4 separate regions of the Zea mays genome follow, and all the other regions are linked to region 2. Evidence: chromatin contacts called from public Hi-C data. All regions are on one chromosome and are shown on one strand. The core of a region is the stretch at or near the end of the contact, and the rest is flanking DNA. Distances in the headings are between cores, read along the strand shown. Region 1 holds the start of LOC100276685. Region 2 holds the start of LOC100285373. Region 3 has its middle 12 kb from the start of LOC103636803. Region 4 holds the start of LOC100274322 (UDP-glycosyltransferase 74B1).

The links. A called contact is a pair of places that touch in the nucleus more often than the background predicts.
Region 1: a Hi-C map of tassel shows a contact between it and region 2, with 4 times the contacts expected there. The contact joins the promoter of LOC100276685 here to the promoter of LOC100285373 in region 2. A contact is called at or near these places in 2 of 25 Hi-C or Micro-C datasets (ear and tassel).
Region 3: a contact with region 2 is called in a Hi-C map of bundle sheath, with 2.4 times the contacts expected there. The contact joins the enhancer-like site here to the promoter of LOC100285373 in region 2. A contact is called at or near these places in 3 of 25 Hi-C or Micro-C datasets (bundle sheath, ear and tassel).
Region 4: a contact with region 2 is called in a Hi-C map of endosperm, with 4 times the contacts expected there. The contact joins the promoter of LOC100274322 here to the promoter of LOC100285373 in region 2. A contact is called at or near these places in 3 of 25 Hi-C or Micro-C datasets (bundle sheath, ear and endosperm).

The regions. Positions count from the first base shown.
Region 1 is chr8:19,773,944-19,780,892 of Zm-B73-REFERENCE-NAM-5.0, reverse strand. LOC100276685 reads left to right here and starts at 2,993. Exons shown (of 3, transcript NM_001150412.2): 1 at 2,993-3,169; 2 at 3,463-4,393; 3 at 4,882-5,332. The coding sequence starts at 3,501. The coding sequence ends at 5,050.
Region 2 is chr8:20,281,763-20,288,798 of Zm-B73-REFERENCE-NAM-5.0, reverse strand. LOC100285373 reads right to left here and starts at 1,959. Exons shown (of 13, transcript NM_001372211.1): 1 at 1,562-1,959. The coding sequence starts at 1,785.
Region 3 is chr8:19,879,297-19,886,935 of Zm-B73-REFERENCE-NAM-5.0, reverse strand. No RefSeq gene overlaps it. Among protein-coding and RNA genes, the nearest start is that of LOC103636803, 12 kb to the left of the region's middle. Within about 2 kb of position 4,900, at least 13 of the 20 cell types and tissues checked have an H3K27ac peak or open chromatin away from gene starts, as enhancers often do. A contact at or near this core is called in bundle sheath and ear, where this site is marked.
Region 4 is chr8:20,577,402-20,585,179 of Zm-B73-REFERENCE-NAM-5.0, reverse strand. It overlaps LOC100274322 (UDP-glycosyltransferase 74B1), which reads right to left and starts at 5,977. Exons shown (of 3, transcript NM_001360567.1): 1 at 5,227-5,977; 2 at 4,650-5,034; 3 at 3,841-4,387. The coding sequence starts at 5,934. The coding sequence ends at 4,050. It overlaps LOC103634895 (senescence-specific cysteine protease SAG39), which reads left to right and starts at 560. Exons shown (of 2, transcript XM_020543368.1): 1 at 560-1,004; 2 at 1,128-1,714. The coding sequence starts at 560. The coding sequence ends at 1,714.

The DNA of each region.
Region 1 (6,949 bases), core at 1,744-4,243, 510 kb after region 2:
TTATACTACACAGTGTAGGTATTTATGCAATTCGTTACACTGCGTAAAAATCTGGCATGTTGTTCACTGGTGGACGCATCTCTGAGTGGAGCGTAAAAACCTTAAGTTTTGAGCATAAAATCTCTCAATTATAAGCATAAATACCGAGTCAATGTGAGAGGTTGATAGCTTTAGTAGGTTGTTTTTACTATCTTATTTTTATGACAGATCCGAAAACATGGCAGCCGCATGCATGCGGTTTCTATTTTATACAGATCCAAAAATTATGGCAAAAATCGTGGGAGTTTCATTGCATGCGCGCAAATTACGAATAACATAAATCAAGGAATTGTCTTTCCAATGTGCATGCAGTAAACTGATATACGAACTCCGTGTTTAAGCATAAAACCGTACAGTTTTTGGCGTAAATAATACATGTGGTAGGCATAAAACACAATAATCGAAAAGAAAACGGCGCCGGATCAGAGGATGTCACGCACGATCATCGCTGCGCGCATCTCGGACCTTCCGTGACGTCGCTCGCTCGAACATCGCGCCTTATGCGTCGCCGTCGCTACTCGCACGTCGACGGGCGTCGCTTGCTCGCCGGCCTTGGAAGTGCCGCCTCCTCGTGACCTCGGGGCCGCCGCCGCTTGCCCGCATAAGGGCCCCGCTGTCGCTCGCCCTCTGGATCGGGGAGCCGCCATTACCGACCTGGGAACCGCCGCCACTACTCCGGATCGAGGAACCTCCGCCACCGCGCGTCGAGGTCATAAAGTTGCGGGCACCGACTAGGGGTCCACCGCCGCGCACGCTCTGGGGCAACCACCATCGTCGCACGCGGTGTCGCTAATGAATCGGGGTGGAGCGTAAAAAACCGAACCCTATCACTCCGGGTCCTGTTTTATAGACGTCCGGATGTAGTTCGGCTCGACCGGATTGCACCGTCCGACATGGGTTTGCTCTAGTTATTAGAAACGCAGAGCTTCTAATATATAAACTATATATATATAATGTGGTGGAAACATTGTTTATTTTTTACTTTCTTGAGAGACACGCAATCAATAATGTAGCTGAAATGACAGGCCAAAGAAAGTAAAGCTATACGGTACTGCTACTTGTTGGTAGTATTGCGTCGCAGGGCGTGGGGCCCAGCAAGAGCTGGTCCCATCGAGCCCGCACCATACGTGGCATTTCTAAGTGTACAGTACATAATAGCACAATTAAATTGTTACATCTGCCTCCTTTCCCTGACACCAATGAATGGCATTCCAGGGGTGGTGGGTGCGTGGGTGATATCAGTTTTTTTATTGTATTTTAATCTACATACAAATAGAGATATAGATAGTTCCAGATACGAATATAAAACAGAGGTCTCAGATTCGAAATTCTGTCCAACTATTTGCTCAATTCGATTTGAAGTGAATAAAATTTTACTGCTAAGATCGTTGGTAACCAAAGTAAACTAATTAACTACAGTAATGGCTAATTTTATCTTTAGAAAAACGATTTGGCGCGTAGGGATGAAAACTAACACTTAATGGAATACCAATGTTTGGTCTTTTTTTCTTTGATTGTGAAATAATATGATATAGAATCTACTATGTAAATCGTATTTTTTTAGCATTAAGCTTGTGAAGATTCATAAAAGATAAACATTGCATTTCTTATGGGTTTTCTCGAATGATAGATTTAAAATTCGAATTTGATTCAGATACGGATACAAATGATTTTTCCACTTTTTTTTATTACATGCCACAAAATAATGTATACAATGATGTATGCAAAATTTTAATCTTATTTGTAATAATCCGATTGATAACGTAAAAAAAGATTACCATTAAATTTCATACAAATCTATTTAAAATATTAAATTTCATCTCATAAAAAAATATTTTTTGTCATTTACAACGCACTCTAAAAGATTACATTCTTTATACATTTTCCTTCTCTAGCAGTACACTCTAAATTCCGTCCTATATGTGGACAGTGATACTAGATTTCGTATTCTACAGTTATTTTCGTACCGGACATAAAGAAACAGATTGTTTGTAGGCCTCGAAAATAAAATATGCTACATATTGCATCCTTGATTATGTAGCCTAAATTACGCTTTTTTATTTTTTTACACAACCTATTAACCAGACTTTGTATTCTACAATTTTTTTTCTATCGGACATACGGAAAATGATGGTTCGTATGCCCCTACACTAAAATACGGTACATACTACAAAACATTCAAACATACCCTATGGAGAATCGGGTGAAATAGATCGGCACGAGAATCGGGTGAAATAGATCGGCACGAATAGCGCAGAGCGTACATACAGCCAGTCACAAATGCATAGCGAACTGTCGTACGTCCTCTACACGGGTGAATTTGGCCCCTACAATTTAGAGGAGCATTTACAGTGCCTTTTACTGGACCAATAAAAGGACCTGACAAACCTCTAAATATAGATAAATATAGAGTGGAGAGAGATTTTCTATCATATAGCCCGCTCTCTCTCTCTCTGCACTGCGACTGCGTCTCTGATTTCTATGCATGCAAAGGGACAGAGGCGAGGGGTATCAATTCGTACAAGTAGAGCAGGTCAGTGTAGAGATGGCCAAAAGGGCCACCCGGTCCGGCCCGGGCCGGGCCCGGTTAAGCCCGATCAAAAATCGGGCCGGGCCTGCTGAGCCAGCGGGCTTAATTTTATGTCCAAGCTTGGCCCGCAGCGGGCCTAAACGGGCCGGGCCGGCCCGTTTAGCACGAAAAAACGGGCCGAAAAGCGGGCTAAACGGACCGGTAAGCACGTTTTAGTGTAAAAATAACGGGCTTAGAGGTAAACGGGCCGTGCCGGGCTAGCCCGCCGTGCCTAGTTTCCTGTCCAAGTCCGCCCGCTTATTCTACCGTGCCAGGCTCGGACCGGGCCCAAAAAACGGGCTTCGTGCCGGGCTCACGTGCCTCGTGCTTTTTGGCCATCTATAGGCCAGTGTGATTTCACTGCAACTGTGTTCCCTCGCTCTCCTCCCTCCTCCCTCTTCACCTCAGCACGGGCTCTCTTCCCTCCGCTTCCTCCCGTCTCCTCTCCTCTCTCGCACAATGCCATTGCGCGGTGCGTGAGAGGGAGTCAGACACACAGACGAGGAGGAAGAGGGGGTAGCCAGCCAGCCAAAGGCGAAAGCGAGAAGAAGAAGAAAAAAGGTACGGGGTGGGTGAGGTGGTGTGCCGGGCCGCCGGGGGTGCTCGTCGGGCTCGTCGCGTTGTTCTGCCCTGTTCGCTTCGTTCTCCCCTTTTGTTGCCTTTTTTTTCTTTTGCCGACGTGCTGCACGAACCCGCTGTTCGTTCGACGCATGCGCCGTCCTCCTTTCCTCTTGCTCCACACGCGACGCCTTGCTAGAACGGGCGGGCGTCGAGAAGCGAGGACGTCGTGTGGGTTCGCGGGATGGCGATGGATCTGACCTTTTTTCCTTGACCCCCCGACCCCCCGGCTTCAGGACATTGCGCCCGTGCAAGGCGTGCGGGCAGGCCGGCGATGCTGCGGAGGACTGTGCCCGACCGGGCCGCGGACTCGTCCGGCTCCGCCGGGGGCGGGGACGCCCGGCCCCGCGCCGACGGCTCCGGAGCCGCGCTCTTCGCCGTGCCGCGCCTCTTCGTCGGATTCGCCGCCAAGCGCGCGCCGGACGCGGAGTCGTCGAGGAGCCCGACGTCGCCGCTAGACCCCAAGGCGCTGCTGCTCCGGTCGCCGAGGAGGGCCTGGGGCGCGCCGGGACTAGTCGACGCCCTCGCCGCCGACACCGCTGCCGCCAACTGCCTGCTCAGCCCGCGCCTGCGGCTCGTCAGGCAGCACAGCTCCCCGCCCAAGGAATGCGGCGGCGGCGGAGGAGGACACTCGCAGCCGGAGCTCGGCAAGACGATGTCCTGCCCCGCGCCGGACACCGCGGCCGCCGCCGCCGCCACCGCCATGTCGGTGCCGTGCAGCAGGTTCCAGTTCCGCCGCGGGGATCTGAAGTCTGGTCCTGAGGAGGCCACTAGGTCGGACACCGGCGCGTACCTCGTCAGCAACGGCAACGCCAAGCGCAACTCGTTCGACTTCGGTAAGCTCCCGGGCCCGGGCTCGCTGCCAGTGCCAGCGTCCCGGCGCTTCGTGGGCTCGGTCTCCGCGAGCGAGATCGAGCAGTCGGAGGACTACACCCGCGTCATCGCGCGTGGCCCCAACCCCAAGACGACGCACATCTTCGGCGACTGCATCCTGGAGCCCCACACGGCCGGGGCCAGCGACGACGAGGCCGCCGCCGTGGAATCGGAGGATGGAGCCGCCGCCGGGCGCTACTTCGTGGTCAAGTGCGCCGCGGAGGCCGATGGTTTCCTCAGCTCCTGCTTCGCCTGCAACAAGAAGCTCGACGGCAACGACATTTACATCTACCGGTATGCCATTATCTAATCTAATCTGACCTGACCTGACGGGGGGAAGGGTTTCAGAGAAGAGATACTGGCTTTATCAGAATGAGACGTTGATCCGAGTGAAGTAGAACTGCGCACCAAACTGATTCATGCAGTGTTCAGCTGACAGCAATGCTAGTTTTTTTTCGGAGAATGAAAAAAAATGTTAAAATCGAGCTAGACAACATGCTGCATCATTACCAAATACCATCAATTTTTTTATTAGAGGCGGTTCCAAGCTGAGTAAGGCCTTGTTCGATTACGTCGGATTGCACCCGAAATTGTTCCAGTTAATCAAAGTTTATATAAATTAGAGAAACAATAATCGTTCCGACCCACCAATCCAGCACAAACGAAAACTGAACCGTCCGTTAGCAGAGCACAGGCCCTTCCATTCCATCCAGCTGAACTGAACACTCGCCATCGTATAATTCGTCCACATTCTCACCAATCTTGGTTGCGTGGTGTTGCAGCGGCGAGAAGGCATTCTGCAGCGCCGACTGCCGGGACCAGGAGATGCAGCTGGAGGAAGAGGAAGCCGAGAACAGCACGAGCGGCGCGTCCCCGCTGTCCTCCTGCTCCTCCTCCTCCTCCTTCCACGACGACGACATCTTCATGGCCGGCATGGTGGTCGCGACGTGATCTCCACCCGGCCGGCCGGCCGGCGCACCGCGGGCGTTCCCCCCTCTCTCCCCACTTCTCCTTGCACGGCAACGCCAACGGGGCAGGCGATCGTAGCCGATCGTTCACTCACCCAACCCACCGGTGCACGTCGCCGCCGTCAGTCTGTTCCTTCGGTGCAGCAAACTGTACGTGACGGAGGAGCCGAGAAGAAACGGCGCTGTGCTCTGCTGCTCTGCTCATGGTGGGTGGGGCATTGTCGCTACTCGCTAGTCCTGGTAATCCGCAGAGATCTGCGGGGTTTTTTTTATCAGAAAGAGAGGGAGAGAGAGAGGATGCCTCGTCGGCCTCGCCTGTGTGCCTGAGCCTGCCACTGTAGTTTTGATCCAAAGGCTGCCGGCTGGCCGGCCAGTGGTGCGCCCCCCATCATTCCTTTCCTAGCTCGCTTTTCTTCTCGCTTTCTTCCTACTCGTAGCAGCAGTGACTGTCTCTATCCGTGTGTGCGCATCGCATTGCCATGCCACACCCCCCTAGCGGCTAGCGTCTCCGAGATAATGACATCGAGCTGCTTTGAGTCATTTCCGTTGCTCTTTTGATCTTTTTTTCCCTCTGTGCAGCCAGCCGACCTGGAGTGAACTGAAAGGGACATACAGAGAGAGCACATGCAATGATCCCATGCATGGTGGTTTTGAGGGCACTTGATTTCCACTCGAGACCAACTGAATGACTCCGCACAGTAAATAAAAACATAAAGAGTTGCAGCCCTTGTCGTCACTGAATCCATCCTATAAGCTCTGAGTACAGAGACTCACTCCTCCACAAATCTTTAACTAGATTTATATTTAAAAAATTACGAATATTCGTAATCCAAAACAAGCTAAAATAAGTACCGCTTATTCTTTATATATAAAATAAGCTAAAATAAGGCCGGATCTCTCGCTGAAGCAAAGAGGCCAGGTGCGTGGCGCGTGTTGCTGAAATCCATGGTAGATCCCGATCTCAGGTGGATGGATGGATCTCATTCAGTCATTCTCATCTTCCAAGCCCAGGACCCTCGATCGCGCCCGTGTTTCTTCTACAAATGGCCTCTGCATATTGAGTGCTGACGAGAGCCAGCCACAGCCAGGCCCTGCATTCGGCAAGCCGCAAGCAGCAGGCGGCAGGCGCGGCCTCGCATTGAATTCAGAGCCCCCCATGCTCTGATAGGTGTCATAGCTTTCTTTTATGGATGCTGCGGCCTGCGACGGAGCAGCGTCCCTGCGTCTGCGTCTTTTGTTTGGACGCCAGGGCCACCAGGTATATCCTTGGCGATGCGGACACGGCCGTTTCCTGCCCAAGGCGATTTCGGAACTGGACCTTTTTAGCCGCCCGGACATGAATGAAACGGAACGAATTTGGCGCCGCGGTGTTTCGAGTCGGATCCTGGATGAGCAAACGTAACTAACCCGACTCACTTCGTTTAATAAATAGAAAAAAAATCGGATATCTACGCTCCTCGAATTATTTTAACATCTCTCGACAATCACGGTAATCCGATTTGTCCCTTTCACGTACAAAATCGGATGCTTATTCTCCTCAAACTGTTAGAATCGTCCCATTTACAGTTCTCAAAACGATTTAGGATGTGTCTTGTTCAGCTTTCTGAACCAGGTCTTCTGTCAAAAAAAAAAAAAAATCTAGATTCTCAACCAAACTGGTACAACAATATACTGGATTCTTAAAAATCTATGCATTCTTCAAGTTCAATTCAGAATTGCCTCGTAGCCTGGATTTTCTAGATTTCTGTCGACTATATTATCAAGCTAATCATACTCTTTACAGAATATACAATTGAAAATTGTTTAAACCAAACGTATGTTAGCTTTCTCGCAAATATCGTCGGCTCGCGCTAGCTTTCTCACAGCTTGCAGCTAGAATCAG
Region 2 (7,036 bases), core at 710-3,209:
TATGCAGTAGGCCATAAATCAATGGCATGCTTAGTATAAAAAAGATCAACATTTGAAAAGTGTGTTTTAGAAAACTTGATGTTTTAGTTCTAGGACAAAAGATTTGACTCATATCAGCTTGCGATTGCAGTCTGCACATGCCTCCATGTGTTTCTTTAATGAGGGGCTTATTCATTCAATAAATAGGGGTACATGGGTAATTTCTTTGAGCACTAATCTTTCCTAAAAATCCTAAAACATCTAGTGTTTTGGGACAGAGGTAGTATATATATGTACTCCTTTCGTCCCAAAATATAGCTCTTTCTAGCCCTCTTTTTCTTCGTCCACATTCGAATGAATGATAATGAATATGGACATACGTATAAACTACATTCATAGGTTAATTAATGAATGAATGTATACTTTGTCTAAAACGAATTATATTTTGGGACGGAGGGAGTAGAAAATAATTCTACTTGATTACATATGCGTCCAATGTTCAGGAAAGTATCTATACAGCTGGCATCTGATGCATTGTTTCCTTGTCAACAAAAAGGGAAACAGATATCAACTATTCCCATAGGTAAAAAGGGAAATGTATGCCAAAGCTGGAAATATTGTGATGTAATTAATGGGTTATTGCTATAAGATAATTTATAGCATGATTAGTAAGTAGAACAAGTGTGTTTTAGAGAGCATGCATCGTCATCCACTGCCTATTAATGGAAAGACCATGAGAAGAATACCCAGCAGTCCAATCTCAGTTCACAAGCAGCAGGAAACATGTTATAGTTACACCAGGACTGAGTCTGATAGTGATTCGAAACCAGCACAAACAACTCCGACTACACGCTACCAAACCAAAAAAATGGGGGGAAACAAAAGGAGCGCGTGCGAGGGTGCGACAAACTCTTGCGCCACTTGAGCAACTCTATGTCAAAGGCAGATGCGGAATCACCGCATTGTTTTTCGCTCAATTGTCCTCAAACAAGCTTCTCGACAACAATGCTATGGGCATCCAAGTCAAACAGCGGGGAGCACTAGAAGCTCAGCGTAACAGTTTTTAGCGCCAAAAAAAGCTACTACATGCAAGCAATTTGAACTAATCTTGCCTGATGCGTTTAGCAGACGCTAAGCATTCGAAAATAGCAAGTGCAACCAGGTCTCCGGTCCTCCCCGAGCTGGAACTATCAACCATCCATACACCATGCAACGCCGGACCTCAGATTGCAGGCAGAGGTGTCAATTCACCAGAACCTATAACTTCGCACTACACCACAGGCTACTCTAGAACTTCTGAAGCCATGGCCACCAGGGTGCTAGTATACTCGTACTAATACACGGTACCCTTCGTCCCACGAGCAGGCAGCGAAAAGCTGGCGCGCCCCGACGGGCAAGCTCCAGCGGCGCGAGCTCGGACGACGCCGACGACTAACCCCAGCCCAGGCCCCTCGATCGAGGTCGCGGCGCGCGAGATCTAGCCCCAGCCGCGCGCGAGCAGCAGCTCCAATTGGCGGCCGGCGCCGCGGGCGAGTGGGGGGGACCGGATCACGGGATCAGCACGGCCGGCACGGTACAGTACCTCTCCTTGCGCTCCTGGATGGTCTTCATCTGCGAACGGTAGTGGTTCTCGATGAACTTCTTCGCGGCGGCGACGCGCTCCATGGTGAGGGTGGACCCCACCGCCGCCTCGGCGGGCGCCTCCCCCTCCGCTTCCCCTTCCCCTTCCTCCGCCACCGCCGCGAGCGGTTCGGCGGCGGCGGCGGGGATCGCCGCGGCGGGCGCGTCCGCCATCTCGCTCTCCATCCCCAGCAGTTCCCCCACACAGGCACACACACACCCCACAGCTGGCCTGGCACTCCCTCTCTCTCTCTCTGTCCCTCTCTTTCTCTTTTTTTCCCCCTCACAGAACAGAAGCGGCTGTATTCGGTCTCTCCCTCTCCTTTTTGCCCCTCGATTTCTGGGCCTCACTCTTACGGGGGCGATGACGATGCTTGTCGCTCGCAGCGCGCGCGGGGGCCGCTTATATACATACACTCATACAGCGCTGGATCGCGTTAACTAATCGGACTTTTTCGTGGCAGGTTAGAGGAAGTTTTAATGAAATGGGGAGAGCTCAAAGCTCGGTCCACGGACAGACGCCCGGAGGCAAGTGGGGGTATAGTACAGCTCCTCCAGCTGGAGTAAATGTTGTTTTCCTTGTGTTTGGTTTTTGTCTTTGCTTGCGCTGGGGTACGTATCTTTACCTGCCTGCTTTGGAGTCTTCGATCAGCAGATGGATGGATGGATGGATGGATGGATGGATGGAATGACAGGCACCGTTCTGCTATGCTTTCAAGAAAGAAAGAAAAAACATAGAATTTAATGCATCCAGATACTTTAGCACGGCACACTGAAATTCAGAACACCGTAGCGTTGGTCTAAAAAGTGTTTTTGAATCCAAACAAACAAGACCTCAGGCACGACAGCATCAGATGGACCATGGACGGACCTGAAGCAGGCAGCACGGGCTGGGTCAAAGTTTTCCGCGGTGTTGGTGGGGCACGTGGACCGCGGCCGGCCTTCCCGCCCCGGTACCCCTCCCTGATCCTGTCTGTCCCTGATGAGCGCCAGCAGCATGCGTGTCCCGTGATCCCGTCCAGTGTCCAGCACTGCACATGGGGGAGCCCATGCGTCGCCTGATCACCCAGTAAAAACCGTGGCGGGTTTTTTTTCCCCTTTTCAGTGAGTGCAGTGAGGAACTGAACGGCGCCCCGGGTATGCAGTTGCCATGATTACCATATGATGGAAACCTCGGTTATTTGCAGCAAGCAAACGGAAAGTAACACGTCAATTGTTACGAACATGCTTCAGTAATTATGTCATCGGACGTGTACGCTGTGGCGCACCCGGGTTGACTTGCAGGTTCCGATGAGCCTCACCTCGACCGCGTTTACGTCGACCGGCTCGGCCTCGTTGACTCCCCTCCGGGCCCGGGCTCCTCCGCCTTGTTCAGTTGTTCCCCCTCCCGAACCGGCCGCCGGACAAGGACCGCGCGCGCCTTGGACGGATCTCATGCATCATGCATCGGGCATTCCGGCTGCTCCGTCCTTGTCCGGAAGGAAACCAGACGACGCGACGCGGCGGATGTGTGGTCCCGCGGAAGAACGAGTTGTCTCGTGCCCTGCGGACCTGCGGTTGGCGCCGAACCGAGATCTGCTGCAGGCGAGGCGAAGCGAGCCGCGGCTCGGGACGGCGGCATGCCAGGTTGCCCGCGCGCCGGACCCGGAGCAGGGGCAGCGCCTCGCGTCGCGCGCCACGCGAGAAAAAAATAATGCGACCGGCCAGCCTGGTGCGGACAGACGGGCGGATCCGTCAGCCGCTCCCCCCGCAGGCCGCAGGGCAGGTGCGTGCGTGCCAGCCCAGCTCAGATGCCAGCCAGCACGAGGAGGCGGGAGTTTTTTTTAGCTACGTCTCCATCAGATCCCCCTCTCTCGATCTCTTTTCCAGATCCGTAAAAAAAAACTCTCCCGATACAGAGAGGATCCAGCAGCAACATTTTTCTGCAACCTCTATTCGCATCTTCTCTCTCGCTGGTACACGGGTCCAGCCAGCTACAGACCATGTGTCTGTGTCTCACACTCCCACTCCGCCGTCCTTGTCTAATTTCTAGGATTCCCATCGATCGATCCATCCGACGTGTTAAAGTAGAGTAGTAGACTGGCTCCTTGTTGGTTTCGAGTACTTTTTTTTCCTATTCGATGGCAGGCGCGACATGAGCGTGGCGCCGTGGCGGCGACCGGCGTGGTGGTCAGGTCAGACGACGGACGAACGCACTGGACGGCCCACATCGGCAGTGTTTTGCTTGCCCTCGCTGCGACCATGCCCATGTCTGCAGCAGAGCACGCGATTATTTGCTCCTGGAAGTGGGATCTGTCGCGCCCAGGTTCACACCGCACGCACGCATCTGCAACTCTGCAAGCGTGACGACGACGACGAGCCGGCGAACCGGGGCGGTAGTGAGTACTGTTAGCTGTTGGCCACTTGACGCGGGCGGTACAAAGGCCAATCAACTTTTTTTCCTTTCTTTCTTCTACTACATGTTTTAAGACTCTATAATAATAATACTTTTCCATTTTTTTCAAACAAAAATAATAATAATTCCAACAGTCCGTAGAGGAAGACGAATGGTTGAATGGATGGACAAACGTGTGAACCTTGGCAGGGAGGCTGGGAAGGCCCAGCGTTTGCATCGTGGGCCCCCGACGTCGAAAGAGGGGGGCCTTCGCTAGCAGAGAACTAAACGGAATCCAAGGTTGCCTACAAGAGTCCGGTCGGTGCCCGCGCGCCACCGCGCGGCCTACCATCGTCATTGGCCACTGTCCTCCCATGCCCTCGCGACTCTCTTCCTTTGCTTTGCTTGGGCCTAAAGCTGCAAATGCTGGGCCGGTATGCCTGTGCATGGGCCTATTGGGATGGCCATCCCTTCCCTTCCGCTGCTATTTTTTCCCCCTCTTCTTCCCCTTCGGCCGTTGCTTTGATTCGATTCGAGGATGAGAAGTGGTGTTGGTGTAGGCCTCGGTTGCGTGCAGCGTGGGTGACGAGGTGAGGTAGGCTGCAAAAGCAAAAGGCAGGAAATTGCCTAGACCTTTTTTTCCCACCAGTTTATTAGGTCCTACTCCATCCATCCATCCATCTTCTCCGGTGAAAAAGACGGCGTCTCCTCGCTGACTCGCTTCCTCGTCACCCCGTAGGAAAAAAACTGCACTCGAGTGCAGTGCAGAGGGAGAGAGACGCACACCGAGACGGTAGTAATGAGCCAACGCCACGCAAATCCCGTCCTCACTGTTCCTTGGTCTACGGGATCCATCGTTGGACTCACCCGAGGACGACGGCGAGTCCCCCTCCTCCGGCCACAACGAGCGCCGGCAAAAAAAAAAACTCGTGCTCCGGCGGCCATAAATGGTGATCCGAGCTGAGCTTGCCCCGGACCGGTCCGGAACACGCACGCCACGGGCTGATGGATCCACGTCCCGATCGGCGGATCTCTCTATCCGCTGTGTGCTCTGCTCGCTCCGGCGCCGCTTCTAGTGGGGAGATGGACCAAGGAGCAGGACAGGGTTGCGTTGCGTTGCGTCGGTCTCAACGCTTTTCGCTTCGGGTCCCGCCGCCGGACGTCTCTTTCGGAGATCATCCTATCTGTCGCATCTACGCGTGTCGTCCTGACCGAAAGGGCAAGCAACACGGTGGCCAAGGGGCCTCACTCACCGACCGCCGAGCGCCGAGAAAACAACGGGACACGGCAGACAGAAAGAGAGACGACGCGCGCAGAGAGAAGCTAGGAGATGGATGTGGATTCCCCCCCGCCCAATCGAGCGTGTGAGGACGATGCGATCGGAAAGTGGCTTTTGTCTGATGGGCGGCGGTGCATCGTCTGTTTCATTCATCAGATCGCACATGTACATTTTACTACAGTGCAGTGCAGGTGACTGTCCTGTGGCAACGGGTACGGTTATGAGTAAATAACCGCGGATAATTATCCATTGGATATGGGTATGGTGCAATTTGATATCGGCGGGTATGATTATGGATATAATAAGATATCCACGGATATTTTTTCGCGGGTATTGATATCCAGTATCCATACCCGTTACCCAATGAATATCTAATATGTGGGTCATCCGGATTTATATATTGTCATAAATTCTTATTTTTTTATTTTTTATCCATAACATGTTTTTTGGTGCTGAAATTATCATTTAATGTTATTGAAATGATAATTATTTTGAAATGTAATAAAATTGTCGTTTGGTGTTTAATGCTAAAATTGTAGTGGGCGGGCGGGTAACGGGTATCCACTGGATAGCGGATACCCGACGGGTACGGGTATGGATACTGATCCATACCCACGAACGTTTATGGGTAGGGTATAGGTTGAGTTTTGTCTCGCGGGTATAGATTCGCGAACTATATATCCATGTACTACCCGTCCGATTGCCATCCCTAGTCCTGTCACAAAAAAATGCTGCCTTTGCTGTTACTAGTCCTGCTTAAATTAGGCCGACCCGACCATAACTGCGGTCTGCGCGGCTTGCTGGTAAATGCGAGCGGATTAGTTGGACGAGCGACCGTGAAGGCCCCAGCCGGCGGCCGTACCTGTACTACGTCCTCGGTCCTCTCCCTCTCCTAGCCACAAGACAAGGCAGAAGCATGACGCGCGGGTAAACCTCCTCTGAAATCTGGGTGCCGTTTTGAGCTTCGTCTCCTTTGTCGATCGCCTAGCTTCCGGCTCCTGGAAAGGCAGCCGAAACATGGACTTTCTGTCCCGTTGTGTCAGGCTGCGTGCGTGCGTGTGGCCATCCAAACCGAATTCAACGCTTATAGTAGATTACCATATGATATCACATTTGCTAACCATAGATTACTTAGACTTAATAAATTCTTCTCGGTGTTTAGTATCTGTTTGTATAATTAGTTTTATAATTAGACTATATTTAATACTCGTATTTAAACGTGTCACGTACTAAACTTTATGATTCAAAAGCACTGGGTTGTATCATGTATTTTTTTTTATTGTCTCTTGTGTCTACACGTTTGCGTGAGATCGTGATACGTCGTTGTTGGAACTTGAAAACTCCAAATCCTGCACCACTTCATAGGGGAGGTCTATTACACGTTTTCTTTTTCAAAAAAGATTTTAGGCTAACTCTAAGAAAGTGGTTCTATGAAAAAAATGAGGGAGCGGAAAGAAAAAAATCTAACTTCTAGTGATGAACATTTTATAAGGTTTAGCTCTTCTATAGAAGAGATATTTTCCGCATTTAATTAGGCCATGAGATAAACGAATCAATTTATCTACAAAACACAGGTTCTAAAAAAACAATGTTGAGCCTATCTTTATGTGCAATTATTATATTTCTATCGCCCTCTTCATTTTATTTCAAATCGTAAGCCACTTAGACTTTTTAGATTCATAATATTTAGTATATATTGAGACATAAATATGTATCGAGATATATAAAAACTACAGTATATATTTAGAATAGTTAAAACATATTTACCATTTTAAAATAGAGAA
Region 3 (7,639 bases), core at 3,651-6,150, 400 kb after region 2:
TTTGAAGGTGTGTGAGCCCAAGCAATATACCAAGGCATATTGTAGACGTTTCTAAGTGCTCATACACCCAAGTGCTTAATATAATCACTCAGTGATTAGCATAGGTGCTTTGCGAAGTGCTTAGGTTAGTTAGACTGCATTAGCGCTTGCTTTAAGTGAATCCTAGTTAGTTGAGTGAGTTTAGAAAAACCACACAACCCCTCCGCTCTTGCGTGAGCCGTTGTAATTGTACCGAGTGGGACGAGAGTCTTGCGAGACCGTGACAACCGCGTTTTGTCATGGCCGCCACCGTGTACTGAAGGGAACGAGGCTCGCGGCGTTTCGGCCGGAAGCTCGATAGTGGAGACGGCGGGGAGCGTCCGAGAGGAGCCGGAAGTGAAGCACCACTTGCGTATGGAGAAGGTCCGCGACTCTCTACGGATTTACTCGACCGTGGTGTTTGGCCCTCACGCGAGCTACCCTTTGCGTAGGGGCACCAACGAGGATTAGTCGGAACCTTGCGTGGTTCTGGATACCTCGATAAAAATATCAGTATCATCCACGAGAGATTGCATCTCTACCTTCCACATTTTTATTAAGCATTTAAGTTTTAATCTTGTCTTTATAATTAAATTGTTTATGATTGAAACTTAGTCTTTGCGGTAGAGATAGCAACACTTAGCCAAAACCTAGTTTGCACATTCTAGTTTGATTATTTGTATAGTGTTGGTCACTTGTTCTCAAATGTTGTGAGTCAAGAACAAGGCAACATAATTGTTAAGGATTAAGGACCTTCGTCCTCCAAAATATTATCTCCTTTTGGATATAATAATCTTCAGACGAATGTCATGAAGGACATGCCTTCATGATTCATGAGGATAAGAATACATAAAGACAATGAATGTAATCTATTGGCTCTTACATATATGTATTTCATAATACATATATGAACATTAGCAAAGTTTGTATTACATTGATACATTCGGCTTGTTCGAAGGTGAAGATGCGAGAGCGATTACAATTCAGTGTGAACAGTACGGTGCTACTGTTTATCTATTTATAGGCACGGGACACAGCCCGAGTAAAAGTACATTCGTGTCGTTAACATTTACTCATAGCTATAACATAAATCATTAGGGACTAGCTAGTCTTTTTTTCTTTCGGTTAGCATTATGTTTGGTCTTCATCATCATTTTAAGCTGAAACTGTTACTCTTCGCCTATAGCTTCAGCGTTCATTCTTATTATCTTTAGGCAATATATTGGTCATGTATACCTTTGACATGGGAGAAAATCTCCGTCCTGAAGGCGAAGCTCCCTGTAGCAATTCATGTTATGCTAAAAACAGATGATTAGTCGTATTTTTAAGGACCTTTAGAAGAGAAAGACTCCAAAGTTTTATTTATGATCTAATTTAAAGAAAATTTTAGTAATCCTAATTCGCCCGTTCTTGGGTCACCGTTTCCTACAGTGCGGATTCAGCAGAGGCTCGGTTGCGTGTGGGAGCGGTTGAAAATTCCGCACGGTTAGCGTCACTAGGCACTTCCACCTGTACGGGCGTATGGAAATCAGACGCAGACAGCACCGGCGTTTTCCCCATTGCTGATGAGTTATCTTCACAGAGTCATGGGGGGTACCTCTGACCCACTTGTATTGGTGGTTTGTCCGTTTGTACATATGCGTATGGACTGCGACGCATCGCCACCAAGAAATCTAGCTGATGAATGCTTCTTCTGATTGTTGCACTGAGCGACCCAAGCAGGTTCATGAATCCTAGCCTGCAACATCATCTCGATTTTAGGGCTGTTTTTAAATGTATGAACTTTATAGAAAAAACATATGAAAGCATTAAAAATTTCCGTTCCAAAGGAGGTCAACGCAGTGTGGTTCTAATTTCTAAATACATAATTTATATAGATAGAGATATGATGTATAGATTTATAATAAAAATGTTATATTTATAAAAAAACGATTAACAATTTGAACAAAGTGCTATATTCTATTATATCCAAAGGAGCCTGTTTGTTTAAGTTTGACATTTTTGAAAAGGCTATATCTGGCCCAGACATATAGTAGTACTATGCAGGCGTCCTATTTTGTGCGTCAGGGACCAGGATTTATTGCCAGACATGGGTTTGTTTTACTAGCAAACCACAATCCAAACACGTTCTAATTGTTTCCTAGCGATGAGGTGGCACTCCGTCATAAGTCCACCCACCACTTGCCACTGTTCGTGCCAAATATACTTTCAAATCGGCGTTTTCTTGAGACTTTCTAGCTTTTGCCATCCGCGTAAAGTCACTATATACCTAAGTGCAAGGGCAAATATATGGGCACTCTGTCGATGATCTTATTATGCCCATAGTCAATCTGATACTTCCTCGATCTTAAAATAAGAAATTCCAATTCTTTTTTTAAAATTAAACAATTTTAAGTTTGATTGGATGTATAGAAAAAAAAAGAACGACTTGAAATGAACATCCTGGATCGATTATTACGGAATGTATTCTTACTTTTATTTTACTTCTTCACGTTCTAGTTGTTATTAATTTCTTTATAGACTTTATTAAATCTATATTGTTTGATTTAGAACAAGCTCGCAAGTTACTGTGTTTTGAGATGGAGGTAGCTGGAGGCAGCACTCACTTTATTTTTCTTTTGAACATTTGACGTGTATAACTTTAAATTAAATAGATTATTCTAAACGCCTTATATTTAGAAACGGGCTGGGAATGGCGTTTTTTTTTTTTTGAAAACCACCAAAATTTTATCTTTGACGGGGTACTTTAATAACTTGCTATATTTTTCTGGATTGAGCATGGGGACACACCTGACCTCTCTAGCTAGTTCTGAAGGAACTAGTAGAATTTAGTTCTGTTCTTACGACAATGTAAATAAAATCTGTACAGCTGCTTCTCGACGAACTATCTGAATCTGATCGTTACCATCTGCCGCTAACACAAGGATTCATCTTCATCAGTTCCAGGATGGGCCGCCTCCGCTTGGGCGGCCACCGGCGCGCGGTGAGGTCGGCGAAGGCGGCGAGGACGTGGCGGTGGACGCGGCGGTCGTTGTGGTCCAGGTAGCAGGACAGGAGCTCCTCCATGAACTCGCGGTACTCCGGCTCGGGCATCCCCTCGGCGCCGCACGCCGCCGCCATGCCGGCCATGGACTCCAGGAACTGCGCCCTGGGGTCGCTCGCGTACGTCTCCACCAGCACCGCCCCCCGCAGGGCCTCGCTATCGCTCTCGCCCGCGGCCGCCGTGTCGTCGACGAGCGAGGCCGTGGGCGCCGGCGAGACGAAGAAGCGGTCGGAGGCGAGCACCGCGCCAGGGGGCAGCTCGCTGGCCGTCCGCGGCGAGGCCAGCGCGCCGGCGACGGCGACGCGGCCGCTGTCGTGCGGCGGCGCGAGGCTGCTTCCGGCGGCGTGATCACCGTCGTCGTCGTCGCGCGCGCCGAGGGAGAAGGACGGCGAGGACGATATCGCGGCGTGGTACGGGTGGGACGAGAGCAGCTGCGCGCAGCGCTGCCACCGCGTCGCCATGGCCGAACCGGACCGGACCGGACCGGACCCCGAGCCTCTTCCCCCGCTCAATGAGCTAGCTGACTAGTGACTAGCTGAGTGAACGAGACCGAGCTCTCGCAAGTCGCAACGGACGCGAATGGCTGGCTTGCATAGTTGCATTTGCTCCTTCTTATATAGCGACAAATTAAAGCGTCGCCTCGAATAGACCAAAGAACAACAGACCAAATCTTCATTTTTTACATTAACTTTTCACCCTTCCTTCCGCTAATCTAAAATTGCGCGCCTGATTACATTTTTTAGACGAAGTTTAAGCCGACTTGGCAACTTTGTATGGCGCTTCGATATTTGTTTGGGAAAAGAAAAATGAAACTGACTACGAACTGTACGTTCTGTATACGGCAAGCTCGCTCCGCTGGTTCTGCCGACTGCTGTCATCATTCCGTAATCGCAACAGGGACACTGGTAGTCGTATCCTTGGCTGCCATGTTCTCCGAAGCGAACGGGGAACGGGGAAATTAACGAGTGCTGGCTTCCCGACTAAAGTTTATTTTGTGCCACATTAAATATTTAAATGCCAGTCATAAATATTAAATATAGTCTAATAATTAACATGAGTTGCGTAAGGATAACTCGGCATAACCGAGCCGACCGTTCCAAGTTCCAACTCCATAATAACACCCTTCTTTTTTGTTCCAATTTTACATTTCAACCGTATAAACCTTTTTTCTGTTCCAATTCTACGTGTCGATTGTGAAAACGTAAATATTCTCGGAACGAAAACGCGATTGTTCTCAGAACCACTCTGAAACCGAAATCATGGGTAATCCGGCCAGACTTTGAGCGCGGCTAGCTAGTGTCCAAAACGCATGGACGGTGTTTGGATCCTGTCGCTGTCTGTCAGTACCTTGGCTCTCCCTCCGTTTTCTTCCCGATGAGGACACGGGCTAATAAAATGGTCCACCAGCGTTTAGGCAGCCGTGGCCCGGTGTCCGCCGGGCCTAACTTTGTCGATGCCGAGCTGATCAGCTCGCCGTTAATTCCGTTGAGATTTCTAACACAGTTGACCAGCCGTATATATACCCGCCCGCCCGCTAGCTAGCTAGAAGCGCGACAGCCGACAGCACCGGCTTGCGTTTGTCCGATGTTGGGATCGGAAATTTGAACGGCCCTGGAATCCCAAGAAATTCCTATATATTTGCAGTCCTCGTCCTCGTCCTCGTTGCGCCTGGAGTTATCAGTCTCCTGCAGCATGCAGTTCGAGCTGGGAGACAAATCGCGCGTAGAAATTCTGAAAGGCGAACTGCGAAACGAATGAATGATATACGATGACTCTCTCTACTACCGCCGTCTCTCCTCGTTAAGTTTTTCTTCTCTGTTGTTCTTGAAGGAAAGCACTCCACGCGCTCTCGGCCATCGAAATGTGGCCCAACGCACGCCTGGGCTTTTGTTGGGTTTAGGCCCAACATGTGCCCTACGCTTCTTTTTTTTTTGCCGTGGGGGCGTCACAAATTGAAAATAAAATTATTTATACATTAGCAAAGACACTGGTTGATGAGGTGTCCGTGAGTATTAAGTAGAATAGCTGTTTAAAGATATTATAAACCTTTACAACGATTTTACCCCATATTTGAACTGGTTGTTATGCCCGATCTCAAGACATCTACCATATAAGATGCTTAAATATATTTCATATACTGAGTGATAAACTATAATTTCAATTTCTCGCTTTATCTCATGCCATGAGGTGGCTCATGCAACATCAAACCCTAGAGGTTGTCGTCTCTTTCTCCCTCCTCTCTATCTTGCCATCACCAGAGTAAGCAGTCAAAAGTTCCGAACGGCTTGTCAGGATGGTGGTGGCGGGGTCCTCCTCACATCCTCGCGATATTAGGCCTTGCAGGCATGAGGTACGACGGTGCTCACACCGACGCTACTCTCCCCCTCAATCAAACAACTATAATCTTAAATCGAACCTAACTAATCCAAAATTTTACCAAGTCAAAAATCCATGTACCTTAATTGATGGCCTGACAACTATGATGTGTTGACACCTAGTAGCCCTGCGCCCCTGCCTACACGGCCCATCGTCTTGTTTTGCGTCGCTGACTGTCTATGCCACATCATTGGTGTACGAGTATAGATGTCAAAATGAGGCGAGCCAGCTAGGTGGCTCTTGGCTCGACGCGGTTTAGCCTAGCCAGACCCATTGTCCAACGGGCATGTGCAATCCAACCTGGTCATCGTGTCGTGCCTGGCCCTTAGGTGTGGCGCGATGGGCTAGACCCGATTTTATTTTTTCATAAAAAATCTATATTATGCTTGAGTATATAGTATAAAATATAAAAAAACATGTGTGTTATATTGGCTACACTACCGGAATCAGCTCCTTTACCGTGTGTCTCAGACACACGGCAAAGGCAAATTTACACTCGGCAAATGCTTTGCCGAGTGTAACACTCGGCAAAGAACGCTCGGTGAACTGTACATCGGCAACAGCCTCTTTGCCGAGTACTATTTGCCGGGCACTCGGCAAAGACTTTGCCGAGTGCCAAACGGCACTCGGCAAAGAAAAGTCACCGTCACGACGCCAAGTAACGGTGACGGATAAAAAGCACTCGGCAAAGCCACCGGCACTCGGCAAAGGCGCGAATTCCGGTAGTGCTATATAAGTATGCATGTATGTTTGGAGCTGACAATCATAGTTCAAACCTCTATAATTTTAGGTACTTTTATCATTTGAACATATGTGCTGTTATAGATCGATCGGAGCATGGGTCGGCCCATAGAAAAAGGACGAGAGGAGCAGAAAGAGATGCATGGGAAGGAAGGATGAGAGTAGAGATTATTACTCTTCCGTGTTTAGATGTATTGGAGGCACAGGTGCCAGCTGCCGAGCTCTATATTAGAGAAGGACGGTCGGATGTGAGCGTGCATGCGGTGCGGCAACCGCACGGACGGCTGACACAGTGTCGTCTTTTGCGAAACATATACAGTTCCTCTGTAAACTTTGGACACGCATGTACTACAGTTGTGCTCCGTCCGGGCTCGGTAGGCAGGTACGTAATAGGTGTTCAGTCCTCAGAAAAGGGGGAGAGACGAAAGTGTTGTAGACATGAATGGATGCAGGCATGCAGCCATGAATGTATGCATTTGCATCCCAACTCCCAAGTCCGAGCGCCCGTCACAGGCCAAAAGGACGCATGCCAATCTATCAAGTAAGCGAACGCATGCAGACTTGCAGAGCAGGGCGCCATGGCGGCGGCGTGCACTGCATGCATCAATGAATTGCATGCAAGCCCAGTTGCTTTGCAGCTGCAGCTCGCTCTCGCAGCCTGAGTCCACCTCATCAAAAGTCAAAAGGCTGCGCCACCCATGACCCAACCAAGAACCAACCGGCTTTAGCAAATCATTTAAGTCAACCATCCCACGCTCGCCGTTCACCCGCCAGTCCGCCACCAATTAAAACACCCCCGAAGCTGGTGGCTGGCGTCCATGTCCATGTCCGTGGCAGCATGCACGTCGTCGATCTCGCGTTTAAATACCCGGCCGGCTTTCCCCTCACATAGCATGCAGACGCAGGACGGAGTTCCATTTCCATAGCTGAGTTTGTAATAAGCCATGGCTAGACCTAGACTGCCTTCCATGGGCCACCAACAGGCGATGTCGTTGCTGCTGTTGTCTGTTCTGTGGGCGGCGACCACTGCTGCCGCACGGCGAGAGCCTGTGGCGTGGAGGCCTGGCATGGTTAGAGCCGAAGACTGCGACAAGAAACATGGTAAGGGTGGTAGCGGTGCCGGTGTAGGAGGTGGTGCGGCGGGAGGTGGAATCGGCGCCGGTGGAGGTGGTGCCATCGGTAGTGGTGCGGGAGGTGGCAGAGGGGGTGGGATGGACGGCGGCGGTGGCTCTGGCTCTGGGCGAGGAGGTGGTGGTGGTCTAGGCGGCGGCATTGGCGGTGGTGCAGGGTTTAGAGGTGGAGCGGGTGCAGGATCTGGTGGTGGAGCTGGCATTGGTGGCGGCGGGGGGCTCGGAGGTGGAGGTGGGGGTTGGAGCTGGTGGCGGCGGCGGTTTTGGAGGTGGTGGTGGAGTAGGAGCTGGTGGTGCCGGTGGGGGTGGTTTTGGAGCGGGAGGCGGAGCG
Region 4 (7,778 bases), core at 4,728-7,227, 290 kb before region 2:
ATTGAATAATTTGCTGGCATCTTTCAATATGAAATCCTTGTCCTAAATTTTAAAATGTATATGTCATGGATATATTTCATCTTCAGATGCTTATCATATTATCTTTTATCATTTAAATGTATCTGTCATGGGTATATTGCTGCAAATGCAACATTCAAAGTCATTTAGACAGGAATAGCTGGTTCCAAGTTGCTTTGTTATTTTTGCATCCGCCTATATGTGGCGGGTTCAATTTTTACACCTGTACGACTGTATATGCTGAAAATATTAAAATTGAATAGCTGGAAATGCAAGTGGTTCTCTTTAAGACATGCCATTTACATAGTTATTATCTTCTGCCTTTAACCCCTGTAGGGCGCCCGAAGGGGCGCCTAATGTTCTAGTATATATAATGCGCAGTCAACTTGGCCTGCACTCACAGCATTGAAAATGACCACCCCATCAAAGATGTAAGTGCTATATAAACACAACGCTCCCCTCCTCACTTCCACACACAGCATCATCCATTGCAAAGAGCAACCACCAAGAAATTAAAACAAACTCACTAGCATCATAGATCATGGTCAGCTCCAAGGCTTTCCTCCTCCTCCTTGCCGTCCTTATTGGTTGCGTCTGCAGCTTCCCTAGTCCTGTCCTAGCGGCTCGTGAGCTGAGCGACGATGCAGCCATGGCCGAGAGGCATGAGAGATGGATGGCGGAGTATGGCCGTGTCTACAAGGACGCCGCCGATAAGGCACGGCGCTTCGAGGTGTTCAAGGATAACTTCGCATTCGTCGAGTCGTTCAACGCCGATAAGAAGAACAAGTTCTGGCTTGGCGTCAACCAGTTCGCCGACCTGACTACCGAAGCGTTCAAAGCAAACAAAGGCTTCAAACCGATCTCAGCAGAAAAGGCCCCAACGACTGGATTCAAGTACGAGAACTTAAGCATTAGCGCGCTTCCGACGGCCGTCGACTGGAGGACCAAGGGAGCTGTCACACCCATCAAGAACCAAGGCCAGTGTGGTATGTGCATTCATATTTTATGGTCATACTTGAAAGACATACTTCTTATGATGACATGAACAGTTAATGACACCAATAACTGCATATGATGACATGAACAGTTAATGACACCAATAACTGCAGGTTGCTGCTGGGCGTTCTCGGCCGTAGCTGCCGTGGAGGGCATCGTGAAGCTGAGCACCGGCAACCTCGTCTCACTCTCAGAGCAAGAACTAGTAGACTGTGACACCCACAGCATGGACGAGGGTTGCGAGGGGGGCTGGATGGATAGCGCCTTCGAGTTCGTCATCAAGAACGGAGGCCTGGCCACCGAGTCCAGCTACCCGTACAAGGCCGTGGACGGCAAGTGCAAGGGCGGGTCAAAGAGCGCCGCGACGATCAAAGGCCATGAGGACGTGCCGCCCAACAACGAGGCTGCGCTCATGAAGGCCGTGGCCAGTCAGCCTGTGTCGGTCGCCGTCGATGCAAGTGATAGGACTTTCATGCTTTACTCCGGCGGTGTGATGACCGGCTCCTGCGGCACTCAGCTGGACCATGGCATCGCTGCGATCGGCTACGGCGTGGAGAGTGATGGCACAAAGTATTGGATTATGAAGAACTCGTGGGGCACCACTTGGGGAGAGAAGGGGTTCCTACGGATGGAGAAGGACATTTCTGACAAGCGAGGGATGTGCGGCCTTGCCATGAAGCCTTCCTACCCCACCGAGTAGAAAACCAAGAGTTCGTTTGCTTCCAAAATTAAAACATCACCAGCATGTTCGTATTAAATTCACAATATGTTCTTTATGTATTGTACACCTTATAATATAGACTAGAACTTTGTTCTGTTATCTTAAAAATGTATTTGTACATCATGCATGTGTAACTTTTATTATGTTTATGTAAATATATTGGATGTTTGAAATAGTAACTTAAAGCTCATTACATAGTTCCTTCAAGCCTAGGTAAATAATCACATAACATTATTCTCATAAAAAAATGTCCAGACCATTTCATACATGCATGTGGATCTGTGAGACCACATCTTTCTATTTTAAATACATGCGAAACAATATATTAATCAAGGTTGTTTTTAATTTTCATGGAGGGTTCTACATTTTCTTGTACGTATTTTCACTGATTGAACTAGATATTTTTACTGCTTGAACCAATGTTATGCTAAACGCTAAATAGTCGGTCATCCTCTGTTTAGTGTTTAATCAGACTACACGAGCGTTTAAACAGACAAAAACGGATTATACAGGATTAAACGGATTAAACGGTCTAAATAGTTAACTACTGAGTAGCATTTAAACGATGTTTATACGGCCTAAAGGATAACAGTGGCTTGAACTAGATATTCATCGGGAGGCACTTAATAATTAGTTAATTTTTAAGCAGGGAAGAGCCATTTCTAATTTGAAACTGCCATCTTTGTCCATAATGATGCAGCAGAACTATTATTTTTTTCCTAAAAAACATCCTCTCATTGGTATGCTGTCACACCCGAATCTAAGGACAAATCCTGATACATCTCATATGTATGTCAGGATCAAATTACACAAAATGACGATAACGACGACGACGATCCCGATAACAAGCCATAGGTAGGTTGACCGGAGCGACAACAATCTCGAGTGTTTAACAGGGAGAAAGACGAACTTGGGAAACATGGCCCACATGTTAACGGCTTGAACTCATGCGATCGCACGGAGGTGCAAACCCGAGGGGAACATGGATTTCCATTCTATGTGCTTAAAGTGCGATTGCAGGATGGGCTGAGCAACTGGCATGGTTGTAGGACGGCAGACGACCATACGAGTGAGGAGAGGGAGAGGGAAAGTGGCGAGGCCGGCTGGGCCACATTAGAAGAGTGGCCCACTAAGCAAGTGAGGCTTTTTTTTCTTGTTTTCTAAGTTTTCATTTTTAAACCAAATTTCTAATTCAATCAATTCAAAATCATCTCAAACAATAGAAATAGTGCTTCAACATGCGGTGCACAGACAAGTCATTTTATATTTTCTTTTATTTTTTGTCTCATTTATTTGAAGAGAAGCAAATTAGATGCACAAAAATACCCAAATTCAAATGATCCTTTTGGAGAATTTTTATTTAGATTTTAAACTTATGAAATTTTTGGGTCGGGTGCTTTTTTAGGGTGGCGGACTTATGTCTAATGGCCACAACAACATCCTCATCTAACTGTGTTTTAGCCGATGTTCCAGAAATCATTGGTCCTCCACCACTTATTTCTTTATTGACTACGACATCCGTGGTGTATATTTTGTTGATGTTGCAGAATGTAGTACTCTCTAATTTTTAGAACTTATTGTAGTAAGTGACTCAGGTGTTACAAATGCAAGGGTTTTCACAATATGTCTCCGTGTTGGATCTGTCGGCCTTTGGGACTGAATATTCTGACATGACTGCTGATCTTGTGCCTCAAGACCGGATTGTGGAATTTTCAATCTGGTCGAGCTAGCCTATCAAGTACTGAAATTTGTGGTGCCCCCAAGCTGAGTGATGTGGTATTCTATATAGAAATTGTGGGCGTGGAGTGGGGCTAAGCACGCGCAGGGGGGGGGCGAGGGGGAATTGTGGCGGCGCAATGGTACCGAGCCCTCTTTTGGCTGCTGAATCGTGATTGTCGTTCATAACAGCTTGGAGACAGAACATAGAACGCATGCACAAAGATAATTTGATCTCCTTACATACAAAATGCAGGGAAAAGAAATAATAAAAGAAAGATTATACAGTAAATGGTAGTATCATCAATTAGAAGATGTTTGTAATCTCTTTTTTACTAAGTAAATATTTCGGATGGCAATATTGTGAAGCACTACGTTGAGTCCCAAATGTGCAATTCTGTATGCTTACAACGTTTCAAAGGGTGCATAACAGTATTATATATATATATATATATGTGTGTGTGTAATTTTTATTGGAGTACTAACTTATGACAACGTTTCAAAGGCGGGAGCGCAGCGGTAAAGCTGCTAACTTATGACGCAGATTCTGGGTCGTGAAAATAGGCTCTTGTAGATACACAAAAAATCTGTTTGACAACTAACTTGATGAATACTTGGCGACGAATTCAGCAATATTCTTGTCCGAGCTCCCTCCGTACTGTGCAGCTTCCTTGGCCTTTTTCATCCACACATTGGCATTCATCCTGTACTCATCTTTTCTATCCCCATCCATGACATCCTTGATGCACCTCGCCACCTCGTCTCTCGTCACCAAGCCTTTCTCATCCTTGCGCACCTTGACACCCAAGCCCCACACGCTCTCCATGTATTTCGATATGGTCGGCTGGTCAGCCCAGTGTGGTACTGCCACCATTGGCACGCCATTAACAATCGCTTCTAGTGTCGAGTTCCATCCACAGTGCGTGAAGAAACAGCCTGCATGTTTGAAATACGCAACTAAATTTCACATTCCTTGCCAGTTTGTCTCATTTTTCCTCATATATATATATATATATATATATAAGCTATATTTGGATACTCTAGTATTTAGTACAATGTATATAAGTTAAGGTAGATTAAGGTGTAAATTAGTTTAATTTACACCCGAAACCCCCTCAACCAATATGTGCTGAGATGAATACTATAGCATCCAAACAAGCCCGTAAGAGTAAGAGAATAACCATTTCCCATATATTACCTGTAGCTTTATGTGCAAGAACTTCGAGCTGTGGGCACCAAGAGACAACAAGGCCGCGCTCCTTGCACTTGTCGCGAAGCTCATCCGACAGCTTGTGTTCTTCATTCGACCTCACAACCCAAATGAATGGTTTGCCAGAACTGTACAGCCCGTTGCCAAGCTCTTCTAGCTGATTTTCGTCGTAATCTGAAACAGTTCCATAGGATACGAGAACTACAGAACGCGGACGCTGCTTGTCAAGCCAAGGCAGACATGAGTCGCTGCTGCTGAAGAGGTTGAATCCGTAGGCCTTGTTCAACGGAAAGCGGTCATCATCAAGGTAAAATGATGGCAACGTTGGGCCTATTGTCTTCGCGCGCCATGTTAGGGACATATAATCTGCCTCCTGCTCAGTTAATTAGCAACGCAAAAATGTGTCAAAAAAAGAAAATCAATCTTGTGATGGCGAAGTGGAATCAAAGGAAACAACAGAGCAATCATGGACTTGCTTGCTTCAGCAGCGAAAATTCACTTGAGCAAAACAGCAAACAGGTGCCGTGCCGGCCGTGGTGACGCGCGGTACGGTAACCTCTCTCACCGTGGGTTCGATGTCGCGGAATGAGTTGACGAGCACGTCGTCGGCGTCCTCCAGCCCCTCGAACTGCCGCACCGTCGCCCGAAGGAACACGGGGCACCAGTCTGGCCTGGCCGCGAACGGCGGCACGTCGTCGGGCCCGAGGTCGACACCCAGCAGCCCGCGCGCGAACAGCTCCTTCCCGTCCACCACGGGCAGCGGCAGCCGCCCCGCCCACACCTCCCCGTAGATGACGTCAACGGAGCACGGCTGCGACAGGAACGCCACCGCCGGCACCCCGGCCGCCTGCGCCACCCAGCGCGCCCACGGCAGGTGCGGGTCGTAAACCACCACGCGCACGGGCCGGCCCTCGGCGGCCTCCGTCCGGATCAGCTCCGCCAGCGTCTCCGAACCCACGGCCTCGAGCTGGCGATAGTACTCAGCGATGTCGGGGCACGCGGCCGCGCCGCCGCCGTCGAAGCCGTCGGAAATGGCTGCCACCCTGAAGGGCTCCCCTGGGGGCGGCGTGGTGGAGAGTACGTACCGGGAGGTGACGAGCGTGGGGCGGAAGCCGTGGTAGGCGAGGCGGCGGCCAAACTGGAGCAGCGGGTTCGTGTGGCCCTGCGCGCCAGGGTACGGCAGGAGCAGCACGTGTGCGCCGCCGCCGCCCCCGGGGCCGCTGGCAGCAGAGGAGGAGGAAGACGAGGTGGCGCTCGTGCTTGTGCTCCCCATGGTTTGTTGTCTTCAGCTTTGAGTTCGCACTTCGTAGTGATCAGAGCCTGGGCCCTGGAGTAAATAAATAAGGCGTTCCTTTGCTGTGGGTGGAGGCACAGCGGCGTGGCGCGCAAGTTTTCTCGTTCGTTGGAACTTGGAAAGTCGAAGTCGGAGTTGACCATTGACTGGTGTCGTAGCACGTTTTTTTTGGTTGTTGATGGAGTTGTCTGTCCAGCCTTTTCTTTCTTTCTTTCCTGGCTCCAAGCCAACAAAAATACGCTTTTCTTTTCGGAATTGCTAGCGTGGTTCCTGTCATCTTCGACTTTTAGTTGTCTTGTACCTCCGGAATTGCTAGCGTGGTTCCTGTCATCTTCCGCTTTTTCTTTCGGATTTGCCACAAAGACCACCTGACATAGCGACGCAAAATTTTTCTAAAACTTAAATTGTTTGAACTGCAATCTCTATGCTACTAATCTCGTTACCAAATAAATGGAATCTGTCTATGCCTTGTGCAGTCATGATTTGATTGTGGTCACTCCTCAAATATGTTATCTTTTTTATATCTGTGATGTTGTGCCATTATAGATTGCATCTGTCTATGCTAATTTTTTTTAGATAACGAAAACATAGTTCGAACTTGGTCTCAAACGAGGTTATGACCAATTATTACAACCGAAGGCAGCATATTGTCTTGACCCATCACACGATCTCATCAAAAACACCCAATACTAAATCAAAGCTACTACAAAGTTAAACGCAACAAAGATCTCCATCCGAAAATTGTGGAAATGTAGTAGCACCATCTCCACATTACGACATGAAGACTTTTATTAACTTTTGGTCCTCCCTTTTAGGCTAAAGCTAGGTCTAGAAGCAGGCACCAATAAGTTGTCCTAAAGATTACCTGCAAACAAGATTTAGGAGACCATTTATTGAAAACCACATCATTCCTGCTTCACCAAGTAGCCCAACGAAGTGCAAATGCAACAATTAATAGTTAGTGGCATGATCTTACCAGCAGCCCCCTCGCCCAGACCCCAAACAATTCATTAGCATCCCGAGGAGGTCTCGACCCCGTATTTATCTGTAACAAACGCCATATGAAAGACGCATATGAGCACCTGAAAAACAGATGTTTTATTGTCTCCAGTCTGCTACAAAAGCAATAGGTCTTATTATCATTCCAATTCCTGATAGCCAAGTTATCCTTTGTAAAAGTTACACCTCTTTTGATGTACCACATAAAACTTTTATTTTCAAAGGTATCTTAAGTTTCCAAAGTTCCTTGTTATCCACTTCCACCCCACTGCTGAGAGTTCCTAAACAGTAAACAACCCATTAGTAGTCAAGTTCCATCTAAACGGGTCCCTATTAATATCCAAATTAGTATGTGCCACCAGTGTCACTAGTTGAAACAACTGGACTCTCAACTGGTGTACCAAACCCCTACGAAAGGATATGTTTAAGGACACTGTTACGTTCTTCCTCCTTGCTAAGTTATATAGAAGCGAAAATCAATATTTTAATGCTTCCAACCCAAACCAATCATCCTCCTGGAAACGCACTTGGGACCTATCATGTGCTTGAAAGGTACCTTTACTGATGAATAAATCCTTAATTTTCATAAGGCCACTCCAAAAGTGTGAACATGTGGCCCTTTGTTGTGCCTGGGATAAGGTTTGATTGACCAGATATTTTCTTCTCAGAAAGGATTGCCACATTCTTTCTTCATTGAGAAGTTTATTCAACCATTTTCTTAAGAGACATTAATTTTGTACCTCTAAATTCAAAATGCCTAACCCATCTAACTCATTAGGTTGGCAAATTACATCCCATCTAGTAGGTATAAACACCGGTTGTCC